Linked DNA regions of Sus scrofa: regions 1, 3 and 4 are each linked to region 2. A link is a contact called in public Hi-C, HiChIP or PLAC-seq and promoter capture Hi-C data. All regions are on one chromosome and are shown on one strand. Each heading gives the region's core, a stretch centred on a gene start, on an enhancer-like site or on the middle of the called end of the contact. The rest is flanking DNA. Distances are from core to core; before and after follow the strand shown. Region 1 has its middle 5.9 kb from the start of GPX1. Region 2 holds the start of MST1 (hepatocyte growth factor-like protein). Region 3 holds the start of SLC38A3 (sodium-coupled neutral amino acid transporter 3). Region 4 holds the start of RBM5 (RNA-binding protein 5).

The links. Promoter capture Hi-C pulls out the DNA fragments that hold promoters and counts their contacts. Hi-C and Micro-C count contacts between places; a contact is called where the count stands out from the background. HiChIP or PLAC-seq counts read pairs in DNA pulled down with a chosen protein or histone mark.
Region 1: a contact with region 2 is called in an H3K27ac HiChIP or PLAC-seq map of alveolar macrophages. The contact joins the enhancer-like site here to the promoter of MST1 in region 2. A contact is called at or near these places in 1 of 5 promoter capture datasets (fetal liver), 4 of 47 Hi-C or Micro-C datasets (heart right ventricle, mesenteric adipose tissue, retroperitoneal adipose tissue and 1 more) and 2 of 2 datasets of contacts at active chromatin or transcription factors (alveolar macrophages and skeletal muscle).
Region 3: a contact with region 2 is called in a Hi-C map of embryonic fibroblasts, with 2.0 times the contacts expected there. The contact joins the promoter of SLC38A3 here to the promoter of MST1 in region 2. A contact is called at or near these places in 1 of 5 promoter capture datasets (fetal skeletal muscle), 1 of 47 Hi-C or Micro-C datasets (embryonic fibroblasts) and 1 of 2 datasets of contacts at active chromatin or transcription factors (skeletal muscle).
Region 4: a promoter capture Hi-C map of fetal liver shows a contact between it and region 2, with 2.2 times the contacts expected there. The contact joins the promoter of RBM5 here to the promoter of MST1 in region 2. A contact is called at or near these places in 2 of 5 promoter capture datasets (fetal liver and fetal skeletal muscle) and 1 of 2 datasets of contacts at active chromatin or transcription factors (skeletal muscle).

What each region holds. Positions count from the first base shown.
Region 1 is chr13:31,910,101-31,912,800 of Sscrofa11.1, reverse strand. No RefSeq gene overlaps it. Among named protein-coding and RNA genes, the nearest start is that of GPX1, 5.9 kb to the left of the region's middle. Within about 2 kb of position 1,265, at least 22 of the 83 cell types and tissues checked have an H3K27ac peak or open chromatin away from gene starts, as enhancers often do. A contact at or near this core is called in alveolar macrophages, retroperitoneal adipose tissue and subcutaneous adipose tissue, where this site is marked.
Region 2 is chr13:32,218,690-32,221,389 of Sscrofa11.1, reverse strand. MST1 (hepatocyte growth factor-like protein) reads left to right here and starts at 1,345. Exons shown (of 16, transcript XM_021068776.1): 1 at 1,345-1,590; 2 at 2,500-2,647. The coding sequence starts at 1,497. The region is part of intron 1 of RNF123 (E3 ubiquitin-protein ligase RNF123); the gene reads right to left.
Region 3 is chr13:32,681,872-32,684,571 of Sscrofa11.1, reverse strand. It overlaps SLC38A3 (sodium-coupled neutral amino acid transporter 3), which reads right to left and starts at 1,441. Exons shown (of 16, transcript XM_005669590.3): 1 at 1,181-1,441. The coding sequence starts at 1,267.
Region 4 is chr13:32,578,462-32,581,161 of Sscrofa11.1, reverse strand. RBM5 (RNA-binding protein 5) reads right to left here and starts at 1,382. Exons shown (of 25, transcript XM_005669588.3): 1 at 1,068-1,382.

The DNA of each region.
Region 1 (2,700 bases), core at 16-2,515, 310 kb after region 2:
GTCGCAGACGTGGCTTGGATCCTGTGTTGCTATGGCTGTGGTATAGGCCAGCTGCTGCAGCTCCGATTAGACTCCTGGCCTGGGAACTTCCATATGCCTCAGGTGCGGCCGTTGAAAAGACAAAATAATAATAATAATAAAGAAGCCACTAGCCAAGGAAGAAGCTGAAGGAGGGCAGACCGGCAAGGAGTTCATTGTGCCAGGGCCTGAGGTGGAAAGTTAGCGTCAATGACAAATGGAGAACACAAGGAGAAGCAGGTGCAAGAAGGAGATGAGCTCAGATCCAGATGGAGATATCTGGGGCAAGTGCTTACAAGAGGCTCAGAAAAGGAATTTGGGTTAGAGACAAAGTTCTAGTCAAGAGGTCAGTAAGTAGCCATTGGAGGGGATAAGGTCTCACCTGGGGAGAACGGCAAGAAGACCTGGGGGCCTAAACCTATTCGAAATCCTATTGACTCACAATCCTGGGTGAGGTGGCAAAGAGGTAGATGGATAGAGTCAGGATCCAAGGGAAGGGGCATTTCATAAAAACGGTTATCTGCACAAGTGTTTGTGGACTGAGAGACTGAGTGTTCCTTAGCAAATGTAGTACAGATTTGTTGTTGTGGGGTGGGGGGATGGGGGGCAGTTAGAGCTGAAACAAGACAGCCTGTGCCCCAAATGGACTAGGTCCTGTTCTAGGAGCTAATATATAATGCCTGAGAATCACCTGAGGGCTTGTTAAAATCTATATCCACAACCAGCCTCCAGAGTTGTTGACGTGGAAAGTCTGGGGATTTAGGATCTTACTCAATGACCTTTAGCTGAACCCATAAGGACAGCCTTCCTGCTCCAACTCTCTTCTTTCCTGTAAAGGGTCAGTGTGGCCCAAGCCACACTCTGTTGTTGGCTCTGGAGTGGGAACACAGGCCTTTTTGAACTGATACCAACCTCTTCCCTTCAGGGTGCCTGGTGACTCACCCCTCCATGCCCACTTTTTTTTTTTTTTTCTTCAGTTTATGCCTTGAGCTGCCAGAAAAGGGAACTTCTGAGATTCCCATGTGGCTGACCCTGGCTGGTGAATATTCCTTCTCAGACTTGAAGCTGCTTGCCCCCTTCAACTGTCCATACCAACCCTCTCCTTTTCAGGAAGACTCAGAATAAAGCCAGTTAACACTGCATCTTCCTACCCAAGAAACTAGACATCTTCCCCTAGCACACACACACACACATTCTTTCTCATACAACCACACAACTGCTACTGGCTCTGACCTGTACCCACTCCACCCCATTGTGAATCAGCAGCTCAAATTAAACAAGTAAAAGTGAAGGAATCCCAGTGAGCCTGCCTGAGGTCCTGGCCTTTGGTAGTAGTGCCTCCAGGACATCGCTTGATCTGGGGGCAGGCAGCAGCATATAGGCCACAGGTCTTCTGAAAAGGGAATGAGCCCTTCTGTTTCCCAATAGGTTCAGAGCCTCCATTTTAGTAGTTCTTCCAGAAATGCTGCTGTTAAATTTTTTTTTGGTGTTTTTTTAAAAACATAATATCTGATAAAATATATATATGTAGATTAAATCACAATGTACACACTAAATATTTTACAATTTTATCTGTCAAGTATACCTCCATAGAACTGAAAAAAAAAGATAAAATTCATCTGATTCAGGCATTTCTTGCACAATTACCCCTGTATCAGATGACTTCCTTATTCTGTCTCAATGTCGTTCTACAAACATTATTTAAAACAAGCTTATTTTCGGAGTTCCCGTCGTGGCGCAGTAGTTAACGAATCCGACTAAGAACCATGAGGTTGCGGGTTTGGTCCCTGCCCTTGCTCAGTGGGTTAACAATCTGGCATTGCAGTGAGCTGTGGTGTAGGTTGCAGACGCAGCTCGGATCCCGCGTTGCTGTGGCTCTGGCGTAGGCCAGTGGCTACAGCTCCGATTCGACCCCTAGCCTGGGAACCACCATATGCTGCGGGAGCGGCCCAAAAAAATAGCAAAAAAAAAAAAAAAAAAAAAAAAGCAGCTTATTTTTAAAGAGGCATTTCTATCTTGATCAGTCTTTTCATACAGGTTCTAACTTTGGGGTAATACTGGGTAAAAAAAATACTGGAACTGGCTATAGATTTCCCCAAGAGAACACAGCATGGATTTATAAAGAATGGGCAGGGATCCCTGTCAGAGTACTATGAATTTGGCAGGTTTTTGTTTTTACAATCACCAAATAGGCTGGAAGAGCATGCTTTTATACATGGAGGTGTGACACACCTGGGCTGGCACTAAAATAAAGCCCAGAGGAGTTCCCGTCTTGGTGCAGCGGAAACGAATCTGACTAGGAACCATGAGGTTGTGGGTTCGACCCCTGGCCTCGCTCAGTGGGTTAAGGATCCGGCGTTGCCATGAGCTGTGGTATAGGTCGAAGATGCAGCTTGGATCTGGTATTGCTGTGGGTCTGGTATAGGCTGGCAGCTACAGCTCTGATTAGACCCTTAGCCTGGGAACCTCCATATGCCTTGAGTGCAGCCCTATACAGACAAGAGACAAAAAAAAAAAGATCCCAGCTGGGGCTGGTCAGCAAGTTACTGGGCATTGAGCGCTGCTGGGATGGGAAGGAGGAGCTCAAATGAGAGAAGTTCTTGCCCAAGGAGTGAGGGTTCACAGGCCCTGGCCCTGGGCATAAGAGAGAAGCAAACGTGAGATCTGACATTCTTCAACTTT
Region 2 (2,700 bases), core at 96-2,595:
GACAGCACTCCTTTTTCTTATCTCACCCTAAACAGGTCCTCTAGCTCCTGCCACACACCCTTGCCCACTCACAGTGCACACCACGCCTGCCCCTTGGGAAAGTGACTCTCGCCCTGATGCCCACCACTGGCCCTCTCACACCAAAGCAGGTGCAGGACAGATTAGACGTGGTCACTGATCTGATGAGCAAACCTTCCAGACATCCACTCGGGGTGTCAGGTGCTGAGGATACAGGTGAGAGGTGGACCTTGGCTTGGCTCGGGGGTCCCTGCCACGTAGACCCTGGTCAGCCCCGCCGGGGGATCAGGGCTCAGAACCAAACCGACCCCACCTAGGAGCCCAAGGACGCGAGGGTAGCGCTTCTCTTCCCGAAGTCGTCTCCGCCCGGCCTCAAGCTCCAGAGGCTCTTCCAGGCCAGCTCCAGCCTAGAGTCCTGCACCACGGGCTGCAACCCCCTGCACGGGAAGCACCCTCATGCTAGACTGGCCGGGCCGCAACGGAAGCTGCGGGGACCCGCCCCTCTTGGGCCCCCGTCGCCCCTCACTCACCCCCAGCCTCGGCCGTGGCGTCCCGGCTCACAACATCCGCCCAGCCTCTCGCCTACGGCGCCCGTTCAGGGCCAAACCGCGATTCTGCCGCGCAAGCGCATCGGCCCGCGCCCGGCCTCCGCCAGAGGGCGCCACCTGCAGCCTCCAGCTGGAATGTCCCGGCCCCTGCCTTTTGCCCAACCGCCTCACTGCCCAAATGCCTCCGACCCTCGTCTACTTAGGAGGCGCTCCTAGCCCAGTCTTGTCGCCACGCTGAGTCCTAGGAGACCTTGGCCTCCTACCTCAACTCCTACCGGTATTTGGAGGCCCAGCCCAGAGGTCCCCTCGGACGTCTGAAAGGCTGCTCCTCCCAGGGTCCCTGGTACCTGTCAGCCTCACTTCCATTCAGGCCAGACAAATGACCTCGCTCATCTTCCCTGGGATAGCATCTCTGGCAGAGCAAGGGGAGCTCGGTGGGCTCTGCTGCCAGGGGTGTGGGTCGACCTGCCTCCAGCTGGGGCTAAGTCAGCAAAAGGGGTAAGCTGCTTAGGGGGTTGGGTAGGGAACTTGACTTTACAGGAGAAAAGTTGAGGCTCAGAAAAGTTAAATATCACCACTTATGCTGGGGGCTGGGGGCTGAGGGCTGGAACCCGGCTCTGGCAGCAACCCCATACACACTGCTCTTCCTTTCAGAGCAGCCTAGGCTGTAGGGATGCCCCTGCCCTTCCCCAGCCCCAGCACCTCAGGTGTCCCCATTAAACCTTTCCAACACTGTCCACTACATAGGGAGGCCTCTTGGGAGCTAGCTGTGCCAGAGCGAAGACACTTGTACCTCACCTAGGGGGCCTGAGGTCTGGCACCACCCCTATTCCTGCCACTGGGTTTCAGGTCAGGCCCCAGCAGGCCTTGAGTGGGGGTGTGGAGCCAGAGCCACCCAATCCCGTAGGGACTAGTTTCACAACTTCCCGGATGGGGCTGTGGTGGGTCACAGTGCAGTCTCCAGCCAGGAGGATGGGGTGGCTCCCACTCCTGCTGCTTCTGACGCAGTGCTCAGGGGCCCCTGGTAAGTGCTCTTCCCCCTCACCCCCAGCCCTGATCCCCGCCTGCATTCAGAAAGGGGTTGGCCCTAGGCCCATCCCGCTATTCCAGCCAGAAACTTACTTTCCTACTGGGCATGGAGCAGTGAGCAACCTTAGCTTCTTGAGCAGAGCTGGGCAGCCCCAGGAACACATAAACACACTGCCTATTCTGGCCTACACTAAAACATCTGCTGCAGGAGTTCCCATTGTGGCTCAGTGGAAAGGCATCCGACTGGGGACCATGAGGTTGTGGGTTCGATCCCTAGCCCCATTCAGTGGATTAAGGATCTGGCATTGCCGTGAGCTGTGGTATAGGCTGCAGATGCGGCTTGGATCTGGCATTGCTGTGGCTCTGGTGTAGGCCAGCGGCTACAGCTCCGATTAGACCCCTAGCCTGGGAACTTCCATATGCTGCAGGTGTGTCCCTAAAAAAAAAGTCTGCTGCAGCATTGAGGCAGTGTTAGGACCACACACGCAGGCAGTAATCTCTCATAAGACTGATCTAACCCTCTAGCAGATGCCCTTACCCTGATGAGAGCCTATACTTGGAGTCAGAATACTTGGGTTTGGCTTCCGCCTATTTAGTATGATAACTCCAACCGTTACCATTCTTATCTGAGAAATGAGAGGAGCCAAGCCCCATAGGGCAAGCACCATCACCTGCTACTCTCGTAGAGTATATGTTTTACATCTGAGCCTAGTGCCTTGCCCATTAAACAAGCGTACTAGTGATAACTACCATGTGTGGGCCTGCTTCTCCCACCCCATACAGGGGTTTGACCCTTGAATGGACCCACAGGATCCATGAGAGAGGCCATGCAGTTTGATTTCCTGAATGAATAAAGTGTGGATGTGCTGATATTCACATGATGCTACAAATATCCACCCTGCAGGGCAGCGCTCGCCCTTAAATGACTTCCAGGTGCTCCCGGGTACTGAGCTGCAACACCTGCTACATGCAGTGGGGCCTGGGTCTTGGCAAGAGGATGTGGCAGATGCTGAGGAGTGTGCAGGGCGTTGTGGGCCCCTGATGGACTGCAGGTAAGAGGCCACAATATCCAGATAAAACTGGGTATAGGGGCACCAGGTGACCT
Region 3 (2,700 bases), core at 192-2,691, 460 kb before region 2:
GGCCCTGGAAGAGGCTCAGTTGCATGTTGTGGGGGGGGAAATGCTTTAGTCCAAAGCAAATTCTCTCCGAGGTCTCTGAGTTGCCCCCTTTACCCCCGAAAGACTCTGCCCTCACTTCCCTGAAGCCAGAAGAGGCTCTTCACCAAGAGGAGTGGGAGCAGGGCCTCAGTGAAGGGTGCCTTCCGTGGGGGATTTTCAGACATCACTCAGGACAAGGGACTTCTTTTCTGCCTGCCTCGCCCTTCCCAAGCAGAGGTGGGATAGGGTGAGGACAGACATTCCCTATATCAATTCTATCTTTACTCCCAAATATTCAGAAGAGATTGCGGGTAGACAAGTGTTGGGGCAGTGAGGACAGGGGTGGAGCCGGGCTCGGCTGGTGCTCAGCCTTGCCTGGATCCCCCTGGCCATGCCCCCTTTCCTTATTTCTAAGGAATAGGAGACAGCTGTGTCTGCCCATGGGCAGTGAGGCCTGGGACTTGGTGCCTTGGGGAAGGGGTTTCTAGGGTGGCCAGGTTCTTGGCAGGAAGCTCCTATCCCACCCTTGCCTGCTTCTCCCCTAAGGCCTTGGTGCTCAGAGGTGGGTGGTGGGTGTTAAGGCCCCCCCTTCAGGGATGCTGGGGGAGGCCTTGACCTTGGGGGTGAATTGGGGCGGGGGTGTTCGTAGAACAGCTGTGTCACTTGCTTCTCAGCCACTGGCTCTGATCCGATTAATCCATGGCCTCTGCTGTTCCTAGCCAAGCTAGTCTCTGTCTCATGTATGCCCCCCTCCCCGGTGTTGGGAAAGAACCACAACCCTCCCCTGCCCTCGGAGTCAGGACTCCAGAATTCTCTTCCTCCTGACTCATGGCACCACCACAGCCAAGCCCTAGCACACCTCAGTTTCTCTCTGTGTTACACGAAATGGCTCTGTCCTTTCCCCTGGCTTCAGGGAGTGGGTGAAGGGGAAGCTGTGAGCAAAGGGCAGGGGACTCAGCTTTGGCTAAGAGTGCCAGGGGCCTGGGAGGACTAAAGAGAAAGGCATTAGGATGGTGGCATCCTTGAAAACCTAAACTACCCAAGCTCCTTCCCTGTTGATGGCTGAGAAACAGGAAGGGACTGGCTCTCCCTCTTGATCTGGAGCTGGTGTAATCCCCAGATCACAGCTTACCTTGGTTATAAGAGACCCCAAGACTCTTACCTTCCAAAGGGCCTTGAGGACTGCCGGTGGGACAGAGTCACATAGGAGAGGCGCTGAGCAGCATTTCAATCTGCCCCCACCTCCCATCTCCAGATACCCTGGATGCTAACAGAAGCCATTTGCCAAGGGTTGGGTGTTCCCACTGGCAGTTCCTGAGGAGCCAGGCCTGGCTTCAAGGTCACTCATCATGTGGGTGTTGGGGTCCTCAATCCAAACTGGAAGAAGCAGGGACTGGCTGGGCTGGGCTGCTGTGGGAGGCACCAAGGCAGCGTGATGTGGGGTCCCTGGGCGGGCCAGTTGTGGCCAGGCTGGGGGAGGGGCTGCCTGTTTGTTGATGCTAGGCCTGGGCCCCAGCCAGGGCAAACACAGCTCGGAGGCCTTTCCCGCCACCTGCCGAATCTCCCAACCCAGCCCGAGGTGGCTGGACATCTGGCAGCCGTTACGGGGCTCTGAGAGGTACCAGGCGCCTTCTGCCAGAGGCCAGAGGGAATATCCATCCACATAGCTGCAGCACTGGGGGCAGCCACGTGGAGTGGAAGGTGGAGGAAGTTTTATCTCAGCCTTCAGCCGGGCCCCCTGCCTCTGCTCCCTCATCTCCAGAAACTGCTAAACACACAAGGCAGAACTTAGGGTCCCAGGATCTCCCAGACCCTCCTTCCAGGGTCCCGGCAGCCCTTTGCTCTGTTCCTCCCTCTTTAGTCACATCTTCTCAACCTCCAGCTAGGTAGGCTCCTCTCACCATGCCAGCACCTCCCCTGGCACACCATCTACACAGAAACCCCAGACCCTCTCTCTCTCTCTCTCTTTTGTTTTGCTTTTTAGGGCCACGCTTGCAGCATATGGAGGTTCCCCAGGCTAGGGGTCTAATCAGAGCTACAGCTGCAGGCCTACGCCACAGCCACAGCAATGCCAGATCTGAGCCACATCTACGACCTGCACCACAGCTTAACCCACTGATCGAGGCCAGGGACTGAACCTGCAACCTCATGGTTACTAGTTGGATTTGTTTCTCCTGCGCCACAATGGGAACTCCCAGACCCTCTTTTACAGTGGAGCTCCATCTTCACCTCCAACCCAGTCCTCCCCAGAGCCTAGCATCTTTATCCACCAGCTCCCTGGACACACTGCAAGCACCTGTCTCGCACCCAGCTGGCTTCCCTGACATCCTCCCAACCTGCTCCTCTTCCCAGTTGGCCTCTTCATCCCCCACTGCCTGGTTGGCCGCACACGTTCCTGTCCCACCTCCTTGGCGAACTCTCACTTGTTCCTCAAAGCCCAAATGAAAGGTCACCTCTGAGAATCCTGCCTGAGCCCCCAGGAAGAACCAGCTCTCCCTGTACTTACTGCAGCTGCTTTCATCACCCCACTGCATGGCCACAGCCTCAGTGTCTCTGGGTGCGCCTGTCTTTTCCTCTAGACAGGAAAGCTCTTGCCAGGTTAGCTCTAAAAGCAGCTCAGGAAAAACCTGATGGAGAAGCAATCTGTGGCATTGGCTCTGCCAAGGGGAGGAAAGGCACATG
Region 4 (2,700 bases), core at 133-2,632, 360 kb before region 2:
TATCACATTCCATATTCATAACAAACCCATAAAATGATGCAAGCAGAAGATTCATTTCCTGCTCCTACTCTAGGATTACAATGCAAAAAGGGCACAGCTGCAATCAGCTCTCTGTGTTCTGGATCAAGGCAACTCCAACCGGGTAGTTAAAACATTAATCAAAGTATCTTTATTAATAAAAGGAGCAAAATGAAGTTTAAAAATTACTGATAAAAAACTTAAAATCTTTCAGAAACCCGATGCTGAGCTGACTGAAATCTACTCCATTTATAACGCAACGGCTGGTCCAAAGCTGTTTCAATCAGACAAGAGCAAACCTCGACATGACTTAATTCCTAGGTAACAATAACCACCCCAGAGGCTGCCAGCCTGGCCCCGCGGCGCACAGGGAGTGATACAACATCACACAGCTAGACGGCGTTCGATGTGTGTAAGGTCCGAGAAACTAGTTACAGCCGTCCCTGGCGCCTGTTCAAAGAACATCTGCTGAATTAATAAATGGAAAAGAACCATCTGGGAGAAACAAGGCATTGGGTATAATCTCTGATGCAGCCCCTGATCGCCTGGGCAGTGCCCGGACCCACCTCCGTGGGGTGTCGCGGCTGAGATGGCGGCGCCACGGCCTGCGAGACCGACTCAGGCGTCCTGCTTTCTCTTCCTGCCTGCACACGCGCCTTCCCCCAAGAGATTCCCAGCCCGAAGATCAGCCTTCACCTAACAGCTTTCACCGAAGCTGCGGGGCGATGGCGGCTGGAGACTACCAGGGCGCCCCTGAGAAGTACCCGAAACAGACGACGATTCAGTTCAGCTGGGGAGTCAGAAACACGTCCCGGTAGGGGTACACTCAAAGCCCGAAAGAAGCGGGCCTCGAACTGGGCGGCAGAACGCCCTCTGAAAGTTGACAACGCTGGTGGCGAGGAGGGGCGCGGCCCTCCAAAGCCTCTGGTAGCCCTTCGGGAGATCTGGCTGGGGCTGATGGGCCGCCGCCCGCGGCTGACAGGAAGGCTCTACAGAGTCTACCCCAAGAGCAGAAACTTCCAGTCATTACGGGTGGATGCCGCACTTACCCCCAAGAAAGACAGAAGTAGCAGCAGTAGCGGTTTTATGCTCCAGATTTGCAGCAGGGTCCACCGCTTCACAAAATGGCGCCTCCGTCGAAGGCCGTCTCCTACCCACAGTACCTCGCGCCTATCCCTTCCCCTCCTCCCCCGCCTCCTAAGGAGAAGTCCAATCCAGAAGGTTTTTGGCTGAGCGAGGGCTGCTGGGAAGTGTGGTCGCTAGGGCAGCCTGTCACTTAACTACGCCCAGTGTCAATTTCCTGCGTATTTCTCTTTCTTCAAAACCACCGCCAAGTCCTCAATCTGTCTTTTGCAGAACTCTCACCTTTATTAGGCAAAGTAATTATTTGCCTTGGCTACAAAGGTCTTAGAGAGTACAGTTTGCTTTCACTGATAGGATGTAAACCATCACGATTAATCTGGCTTTAAGAGAAGGAACATAGGTTGATTGCCTATTGCATCATTGAAAAGTAGATTAGATTATTGGGCCACAACCTTTACAAATAATATATTTTTATTTTAATGACCTAGGAAGTGAGTATTAAACCCATTTACAAGTGAGGAAATTGAGGTTTATGGAAATTAAGATTTTTTTTTCTTTTTTAGGACCCCACCCTGCATCATAGAGAAATTTCCAGGCTAGGGGTCCAGTCGGAGCTACAGCTGCTGGTCTACCCCACAGCCACAGCAATGTGGGATCCGAGCCCCCGTCTGCGACCTACATCACAGTTCAAGGCGACAACATATGCTTAACCTGCTGACCTTAACCCACTGAGCAACGCCAGGGATTGAACCTGCATCCTCATGGATGCTATTGGGTTCATTACCACTGAGTCCCGCGGGAAATTCAAGACGACTTTTTTTTTTTTTTTTTTTTTTTTTTTTTTTTTGGTCTTTTAAAGGGCCACACCCGCAGCATATGGAGGTTCCCAGGCTAGGGGTCTAATCAGAGCTGTACCCACCGGCCTACAATAGCAACACCAGATCTGAGCTGCTTCTGCGACTTAGGCCTCAGCTCAGGGCAACTCGGGATCCTTAATCCACTGAGCTAGGCCAGGGATGGGACCGGAAATCTCATGGTTCCTAATCAGATTCCTTTCCGCTGCACCACAACGGGAACTCCTGAAGACTATTCTTGAAGGCAGTCCAGAATATCATTCCATTAATATTAGTCTAAGGCAAGGGCTCAGGGAAGTTATATACCAGGGTTATTTTAAGAGTTATTACTTGGCCTTCCTTTTTTCTTTCTTTCTTTTTCTTTTTCTTTTTTTTTTTGTCTTTTTCCTTTTCTAGGGCTGCTCCTGCAGCATATGGCAGTTCCCAGGCTAGGGGTCTAATAGGAGCTATGGCCACCCGCCTACAGCAACGTGGGATCTGAGCCGCATCTGCAACCTACACCACAGCTCACTGCAACACTAGATTCTTAACCCACTGAGCAAGGCCAGGGATGGAACCTGCAACCTCATGGTTCCTAGTTGGATTCATTAACCACTGCACCACACCGGGAACTCCTGCTTGGTCTTCTTTCTAAGAGCATCTCGAAGTTAACAGCCAAAACCAACCTTGTCTCCTTCACAGCCTTCCCTGGACTGTGAGTGGCAATTCCCTGCTTCCAGTTACTCAGGACAAAAACCTTAGAGTC